Regions from separate parts of the Triticum aestivum genome. Here region 2 is linked to region 1. A link is a contact called in public Hi-C data. All regions are on one chromosome and are shown on one strand. Each heading gives the region's core, a stretch centred on a gene start, on an enhancer-like site or on the middle of the called end of the contact. The rest is flanking DNA. Distances are from core to core; before and after follow the strand shown.

What was found. Hi-C and Micro-C count contacts between places; a contact is called where the count stands out from the background.
Region 2: a Hi-C map of leaf shows a contact between it and region 1, with 3 times the contacts expected there. The contact joins the promoter of LOC543086 here to the promoter of LOC123164615 in region 1. A contact is called at or near these places in 2 of 5 Hi-C or Micro-C datasets (both in leaf).

The regions. Positions count from the first base shown.
Region 1 is chr7D:459,130,677-459,135,461 of IWGSC CS RefSeq v2.1, reverse strand. It overlaps LOC123164615 (aldehyde dehydrogenase family 2 member C4), which reads left to right and starts at 1,713. Exons shown (of 9, transcript XR_006482522.1): 1 at 1,713-1,965; 2 at 4,489-4,631; 3 at 4,727-4,785.
Region 2 is chr7D:459,904,524-459,909,140 of IWGSC CS RefSeq v2.1, reverse strand. It overlaps LOC543086 (two-on-two hemoglobin-3), which reads right to left and starts at 2,985. Exons shown (of 4, transcript XM_044584868.1): 1 at 2,657-2,985; 2 at 2,420-2,550; 3 at 830-974; 4 at 370-732. The coding sequence starts at 2,799. The coding sequence ends at 636.

The sequences.
Region 1 (4,785 bases), core at 464-2,963:
ACCATGATTGAAGTCTGGGTCCAATTAAATCTCTTCTGAACGTCACATTTGGCATAAATGATTCCATTACCATGGCGATAGTATCAGCCTTATGACGCACAATGTTGTATAGAGCCGAATATTGTTCTCGGAGTGTGGCATTTCCTAGCCACTTGTCCTCCCAGAATCTAATTTTCGAGCCGTCCTTAATTGAGAAGGATCCATAGGAGAAGAAATTTTTCTTCATAGCCATCAGACCTGCCAAAAAGTGAGAATCCCCAGGCTTCGAGTATACTTGAGATACCGCCTTGGAACCCACATATTTCCTTCTCAGGAGTGTTTGCCATACACCATCTCCCGTCATTAATTTAAACAACCATTTGCCGAGGAGGGCCCTATTCTTAACCTCAAGATCATGAATGCCCAACCCGTCTTGGTCTATGGGACGGCAAACCACACTCCATTTAGCCAGTCGATATTTCTTTTTCTCGCTATCTCCTTGCCAAAAGAATCTTGATCGGAAATAATCCAATCTATGTAAAACTTCTTTCGGCAATTGGAAGAAGGAAATCATATATAGTACCATGTTACTTAGTACTGAATTTATGAGGACCAATCTTCCACCCAGAGACAGCAGTTTGCCTTTCCAACTGCTAAGTCTTTTTTGCAGTCTCTCCTCGACGTGTTTCCATTCAGCATTTGTGAGTCCTCGATAGTGTATCGGTATCGCCAAATATGTGATCGGAAACTGGCCCAACCCACATCCGAACAGTTCGGCGTATAGGTAGGAGTCATCTTGAGCCTCGCCAAAACAAAACAATTCACTTTTGTGAAAATTGATCTTAAGACCTGAGAGTTGCTCAAGTGCGGATAAAATTAATTTCAGATTTCTCACTTTCTCGAGGTCATGATCCATGAAGAGAATCGTATCGTCGGCATATTGAAGTATAGAGAGACCACCATCAACTAGATGATTTACTACCCCATCAATTTGGCCATCAACCTTGGCACGCTCAATCATGACCGCTAGCATATCCGCCACTATATTGAATAGCATGGGCGATATGGAGTCACCTTGTCACAACCCCTTTTTGTTTGAAAATAGTGTCCAATGTCATCATTGACCTTAATGGCAACACTACCTCCAGAAATGCATCATAAAGATGTATACATGCAAAGGGTTTCAGCCTCCTTTTTGAAGGGAAAAAAACTAAAATCTCTCAGCCCGATCTGCATTGCCACGAGAGACTATCATTTTTCTTTTGTTAAAGATTCTATTTAACAGTGATATTTGCCGCTCTGGTACGCTGGTCCTATGGGGCCTTAGCACAACGATTTTCTGATTGTCTGGAACAACAAGTTTTGCCTGGCCCTAACGAGGGAGAGGCGATGACGGCGACGCGCTTTCAGCTCGCTTGAGTGCTTGTAGTCGTCGTTAGGTGATCTATCGATCTGAACGTAATTTTTATTATTTTTTGTGTTGGTTGTACTGCCTGATTAAAAATTCCATATTTTACTATTTGTGTGGTGTAGCTAGTATACGATGATGACACGGATCTCCCAACTGCGCCAATGGGACGGAGCTGTTATTACAGACGTTAACAGTTGAGACGTGTGTCGGCGGGGCCTAGTTTTTGGACACGCGCGGATGGCGTGGCCGCCGTGTGCGAGACCCCTCCACCGCCCCACAACCGAACAAAACGGGCAGGTCACAGCCAAGCCGCAGCATTAAAACACGAACCCCGGCCTGTTGTCTTCACTCGACGCTCCACTCTCCGCACACCATCACACTGCGCGAGAGCCGACGCCGGTCTCAGTCTGAGAGAAGAGGGCAAGAGGCCATGGCGAGCGAGCGCAATGGCGACGGCGGCAAGGAGCGCGCCGGGGAGAACGGCAACGGCGGCGGCGGCGGAGTGTCCTTGGAGATGCCGGAGATCAGGTACACCAGGCTCTTCATCAACGGGGCCTTCGTCGACGCCGTCTCCGGTACGTGCCTGCTCATCTCTTTTTTTCCTTTTGTCCTGCTCACGCATCTATCGTATCCTCCTCCAGCCTGCACTACTACCATGGTCGCCTGGTTAGATAGGCCGGATCGTTGCTGGTTAATTATCCCAGTGAATTGCTTGGTGGTGAACTAAGGCGCAATTTGCAAACTAAATACTGCCTGCTGTTTGGTGTGGTTTGGTGTGAGCTTTGGTCGTGGCTAGCTGAACCTTGAATCCTGGATACTGAATGCTCTATCTACCGTCGAGCTAAAAAAGGGCAGGTTATGAGGCATGTCCATGGCGCACTGTTCTTGGGGAACGTGGCATGTCCGCTCTCCGCAGCCTCTCGTCGCGTCGATTTTCACGGGCCAGCAAAGCTAGCGGTACCCATGACTTTTCCTCTTCCCTTTCTCAAAAATAAAGCCAGTCATCATAGTATAACACTAACAACCCGATGGTCCTTTTTTCTTGCGGGAAAATGGTTAGGCTCTTGTAAATTAAGGAGAAGAAGCCACGAGATGGCTAGCTAGCGTGACGGGGTGCTTAGCTAAAAAAAATGTCCCTTCGTCCAATGCAGTCTAAATGTTACTCCTAGAAAGAAAGAAAGACCATACAGCAAGCAAAGCACACGCTGGCTAACCTGAATTTAGCAATCAAGCTGTAGCCCATCTGATGAACTCGTAGGAGCCATTAATAGGGAATGCTAAAATGGCCGAAACAATACGTGTGTTCTTCTAGAAGCTCATGTGCACTGCAGTCCTTGTAGTACCATTTCACGTGCGGCATGCGACGGAGAGGGGGCATGGAGCCATGGAGCAATCCGCAGCGCAGCGATGCACACCCCCACGGACGGCCCACTCCCTCGTGTCCTTCCTTCTCGTACGCGAGACGGCCGTATCATCTGGTCCCGATTGTTCCCTGTGACGGGTGGCGCGCGTACCCATACCCATGGCCGTTTTCTCGTCTGTGGTACGAGCGTGCGCCCGTGAAGATGCGATCGTGACGCGCCTCGGGGCCGATCGTGATGCTACCCACACATCAGAAACTGACAAAAAAACATGATAACATCGTCCTTGTAAAAAAAGTTTTAAAATGTTTCCGGTTCCAGCGGCCCACGACACGGGACGGACAACGAGTAGGATCTGCCGCTGTCGAGGCCCGTCGCCTTCTAGAAGCGAATGCCTAGGTTCGCGTGACTGGCCTGGCCGGTTGGCCTGGCCCCCTTGTTTGTCTGCATGCTCCAGCCTTCCAGGCTGCTCGGCCGGATGCCGGTGCCCGGTGCAGATGAGCCCGTGCAGCATTAGGCTTGATGATGCGCACCTCGGTGAGAGTAAGAAATCCCTAATCCACTGGGAATCGCTATCTAATCAGTTCGTGACCCTTAAAAACTCGGTGAGAGTAAGAGCATCTCTAACAAATCACGTATAAGTTCACCCTTAAAACGCGTATAAGATGCACTGTAAAGCGTTTTTACGATGCAAAATTGCACCGGGCAGAGCAGACCCCGTAAATAAAACTGTATCTCACTATAGCCCCTTCTCCCCCTTTTCCCCTCCCGGCAGAGCTCGTCTTCAGCCACAGCGTGGGGTGACGGATTTCAGCGAGTTCCGGGTAGATTTCGGCCAGTTCCGCGGCGCCGCCTCTGCTCCGACGAGGTTTGACCGGGTTTACGGGTTGAACTGTATACTGCCTTCGAAACTACACATATGAGGTTCTCGCGGATGGATTTTCAATGCCCACTAAAAAGTTTAAGAGCCGAACGACTTTTACAGGATCTGCTAGGCGCCGTTTTTTTACCGAAACGGTAAACACCTCTTTTTTTACGGGCATGACCGTTTTAAGGGTCTGCTAGAGATGCTCTAAAAGCAACTCCAGCAAATCATGTATCCATTCCTCGCAAAAAAAAAATCATCCATTCGTTAAAAAAACAAAAATTTAAGGAAAGTTTGCCAAAAGTCTCCAACAGATTTCGTCAAGCTAAAGCTAAAATAGTGGAATAAATTTACAGAATCATGTAAACTTGACCCAACTACCCTCTGGTTTAGGGGAAGTTTTGGTTCCCGTAAACTTTTGGCGGGCATGAAACCGCCTAAACCGTCCGCTCGCCACCTCTGTGATGTCGCTGCCATCCCCGCGCCGCCGGCCGCCCTCCCGCGTTGCCGCACGCCCCCCCCCCCCCCCCCCCACACCCGCGCGTTGCCGCCGCTCCCACGCCACCACCGCCCGTCCGCCGCCGCCGCGGTCCCCGCGCGCCGCCTTGCCTCGCCTCGCGCCGCTCTCGCCGGAGACCGTCACGCGTGTCACTGACTAGCGGGCCCTAGGCCATTTATCTAGTTTTGTTTCATGAAAAGATTAAAAAAAACTGATTTAGGAGAAGAAGATTACGGAATCTTACAAAAGTACTCCAGCTCTCAGCAAACTTTTCCTAAAATTCAGATTACGACATCGTGGTACTGTATTCCGTAGGCTCTTTTTCTCCCGCCGTGAACTTCACGGCTGCCATGTCGGTTTTCTTCTCGATCAGGTAAGACATTCGAGACGAGGGATCCGCGCACCGGGGACGTGATCGCCAGCATCGCTGAAGGCGACAAGGAGGATGTGGACCTGGCGGTCAAAGCGGCAAGAGAAGCCTTCGATCATGGCAAATGGCCTCGCATGCCCGGATCCGTACTATTCTTTCTTCAGTCAATTCATCATGGCGAATGGCCCGAAGCATGTCTACGTTTTCAATCTGAAAAGAACAACCAACCAATGGCGCGCAGGAAAGGGGGCGGATCATGATGAAGTACGCGGACCTGGTGGAGCAGCACGCGGAGGAGCT
Region 2 (4,617 bases), core at 1,736-4,235, 770 kb before region 1:
AAACATACAGATACAGGTTTACTTCTCTAAAACTCGAGAGAAGAAGCCATCAGAAATCGCAGTTGAAGTTACTGTTTAATAAGCACAACAAGGTGAGTTTCTCTTTCAAGGAAAATTAACAAGCTGGGTTGAACTTGCATTGCTTAGGGCCAGTTCTTTTAGGGCTTATAGCTAGCTGTGGAAATAAGCTGCCCTCTCCCCAGCTTATTCTAAAAGATCAACCTAAATTTTATTTTAGAAACCTACTAATTAACCATTAATTGATACTCCCTCTGATCCAAAATAAGTGTCGTCGTTTTAATTCAAATTTGAACTAAAACCAAAACACTTATTTTGGATCAGAGGCACTGGATAGAATAGCAAGAGCAGTTGAGCACCAATACACCATAGCAGTGCTCCCCTTAGCAGGAGCAGAGAACTTGTACCCTCAAGCTCAAATCAAGAGAGAAGAGGAGTACGATCAAGAACGCAAATTTACCAATTTTGAGATGCTCTCTGATTGGGTCACTCCCCCTCTACAACATCATGCGTGTTGTTTCCTATAATGCATAAACAACCTTGATCCCGTTGCACATGGGAATCGTATAGGAATCACGGAAGCTGAAATCATTATTCAACTGGATAGACTTGAGCGGCTACTCAGCTGGTTTGCTCGTTGCATGTTTGCAGGGAGGTACACTTTGGGTTTGCCTTGTCATCTCATTACCGGCGACAAGGAAATATGCAGTGTGCCTGGAACAAGATAACAAATGACAATATCTTAAGCCTCTAGGTTGATATGCTGCTGAATGCTTGATGCAGATTTCACTAGTTCACTCATAACACATACCTGAAAAAAATCATCATTTTGGTTTTTGTATCTGGGTTTATGCTTTCTGTAGTCTCCAAAGCTTGCTGCATGTGGTGTAGCCATCGCTCCGCAGCTTGGTGGGTAACTGGAAATGGCCGATGTCGTCCTATCAAGGCAGGATGTCCTACGAGAAGCAGACAGAGTGATAGTGTTGGGTCAGCAAGTAATTAAGATCCCAAAAATATGAATTGCAAGTGCTTGGTGACGTCAAGCAGGGTTCATGTTGCTATTAATTTCCATAATTACAAGAATGAAAAGATTATGAAAAAAGTATAGAATGTGTAACACCTAGTGACAATGAGTAGCATAGCCTTTATGCTTTACCACACGCAAAATGGTTCAACAAATAAAAGGGCAAAATAAGTGGGCATATAACAATAGGACAAACATTTGATTTTTCAAACAATTTTGCTTACATCACCTAGATGTACGAAATGGAACCTATTAGGCCTTCTAGCTACTCACTACACTGTGTTAAAAAAAAGGTACTCACTACAAAAGTACTACCTCCATCTCAAAATGTAAGACGTTTTTGTAGGCTAGTTTAGTACTAGACAACACATGCCTTGATTGAGAACTGTAAGTATGCAACTTATAACATTAATTAAGAAAGTGTTGGTGCTAGATTCAGATATGAAAAAGTATTCCACGGATAAACCCAGATGATCGATTTGGTGATTTGGGAATTTCAGGAGTAAACTAGGAGAACCTTTCAACGTTAGAGAAATTCAGTTCAAAGCCTTTTGACTATCACTGAAAAGAAAGCTCATCTCTGAGTTCAGGAAGGCGCCACTGGTTTAGGGACCTTGGTCTCCAATTCGGATGGAGTGTTGTAATTGCTACGTAGTTCCGCTGTCAGACTCTAATCCTAGCTCCCAATATCTTTTTTATTGCTTTCATGATTTGATCAAATGTAATTCCCTGTAGGAATCATACTAGCATCCTTTGGCACTAATATAGTCCATCTGTGTAATTCCAATCCATTTTAGTAAAAGAAAACTAGTCTCCTGACATAACCAAGTGTAATTTTAATCCAGTCAGATCTGATAAACGATTAATTCAGTAAGCAATTAACTTACAGAGGAGCAGAGCTGTAAATCATCTCTATGTAGTCTCAGGCATTAAGCACCCAACAGTGCTGCCTGATAACTAGGGTGAAAAGAAAAGGAATAATCCAATAGAGACAATGATAGTATGCTGTTGCTATCAAGGAAAGTTTAATGGTTCTGCAGAAGGATGATGTGAAATGTAATTAAACAGGAGCCAGTTCCACAATTCTACAAACTGCTTTGAAACATCTACAAACTGCTTGCTTTTCCTAAAAGTTTAGGTTTAAGAGTGAACTTCTAAGTCAATTTCAGTTTTCAAATACTGGTCGTTTCATTTCCACACCCGGAATCTATTAGGCAACAAGTAAGCATTTCGACTCAAAACATCAATTTCAACATAAGCACCAGCTTCAATGGCAATTGGGCAGTGGAAACATGGACATTTTGGGGCTACAAGGAACCAATCGGAGAAGAGCGCCAATTCAATCAAGGTACAGAGACGCCGAGTCAATCAAGTTACCTCTCCTCTGGGAGAATAGCGGCGGGCCGCCCATCCGCTGCACCAAGAACTCGTACTGGTTCTGGATCGCGTCCTCCTTCCTGGACCCCGAGAATATCTCCCGGAACCACTGCTCCTCGTCCTCATAAACCCTGTTCCATCGATCCAACCACGGCCAGGAAGTCAGACGACAAAATCAGAGAAGGGGGGGAATGAAACCCAGATCAGAGGAGGCGGGGGGAGCAGATCGGGGCGGGCCTGGTGTAGAAGTTGGTGGAGAGGTCGACGAAGGGCTGCGGGGTGCCGCCGAGCGCCTCGAAGACGTTGACCTCGTCGATGGCGAAGGCGTCGGCGGCCGCCACGCCGCTCCACTCCGACGCCTTGTCCTGCAGCGACTGCATCGTTCCTGCAGTTCCCGGGACGCCCAGGCCCGGCGGCGGCGCCCCTCAGTGACAGGCTGGGACGCTTGATGGGCTGCCGTTCAGTTGACTGGTCGGCTGTTTGGGAAGGCGATGCGCGGCGGCGTGCGGCTCAGGCGCACCACCATTTATACCCGCCGGCCAATCGGGTGGCGAGCACGCGCGGTCGGGGGGCGTGTGGGCCAAGGGTACTCGTCCATGTCGACATTCTGAGGCACCCATGTCGTTCGTGGTTACTTGCGAATCGCGAATACTGCTACCCACGGAATAGTCGGAGGAGCCCGCGGTTTGCACGCTGCTGGTCTGTGTTGCTTGTTTCTACTCCCTCCGTTCGCCAATAAGCGTACTTTTAACTTTTGTCTTAAGTTAAAGTTTTAAAATTTTGACCAACTATATACAAAAGAGTAATAACATATATGACATCAAATTGGTATATTATGAAAGTACATTTTAGAATAGATCTAGTGATACTAATTTAGTGTCATAAATGCTAGTACTTTTCCCTATAAAATTGGTAAAAGTTTTAAAACTTTGACATAGGAAAAAAGCTAGAAGTACACTTATTCGCGGACGGAGGGTGTACATTTTTACTGTTTTTTATTCTTTCTGCAGTGGTTTTCTGTGGCATTTTTTTCCTTTGGTTTTCTTTGTTTTTATTTTTATATGAAAAATATTGATCATATATTTTTAAAATGTTACCGGTGTATAAAAAATGTTTCTGATGCATACGGAAAATGTACAACATACATTAAATAAAAATAGACATCAAAAGATATATATTTTTTGAAAAAACTATATTTAAAAATGTTAAACATACAAATGTTCCTGATGTATACGAAAAATATACATTACGTGTGAAAAATGTTTATTGCCATTAAAAATTGCTCAACACATGATCAACATTTTTATACACTTTTAACCTTTTTAATACACAACCACTATTTCTCATACACGTTTAACATTTTTTTAATATATAATATTTGGAAGTATAAACAAAAGTAAAATAAGGAAAGCAAAAAACAAAAAAGTGAAAAAAAACATAAACCAAACGAGGTTGTGGCCTCCGACTGCTAGGCCGGCCTAGTTCCGCGCTCACCCAGATGAGGCTGCTCTAGGTTGAATACAATAAACTGGGTTCACCCACTTGCTTTCAGCTACATGAAAGATAAACCGGCATCAAGTAATTAGACAACCTCTTCTGTTACCACTTCCATCATTTTAAGATTTAGCTTTCTTAGATATTCTCTAATCGGTAAGATCGTTCATGGAATATCCAAATGTTGCAACGGCTCTTTAATGTTTCCATGAGCTTTTTTTTTTCTTGGCCCGAAAGATTTGCACCTTTTAGTTCCATCTAAAAAATTGTACCTTGGTTCCTCCGTCAAAGGATGTGGATGTCGCCTAGAGGGGTGTGAATAGGTAGTTTAAAAATAATTACGGTTTAGGCTTGAATAAATGCGGAATAAAATAGTGTTTAATTTACCAAGCACAAAACCTAAATAAATTAGGCTCGACTATGTGCACCCATAACTTATGCTAAACAAACAACTATGTGATAGCAAGATATATAACTTGAAGCACGAAGTCTATCACAAAGTGCATAAGTAAAGGGCTTGGGTACGAGATAACCCAGTCACGCGAAGATGATGATGTATACCGAAGTTCACACCCTTGCAGATGTTAATCTTCCTTAGAGCGGTGTGGAAGCAAAAATGCTTCCCAAGCATGACAATGGCTAACCATATTCTTCTCATGCCCTCGCACAATGCAAGGTGTCGCGACTCCACTAAAGGACCCTTG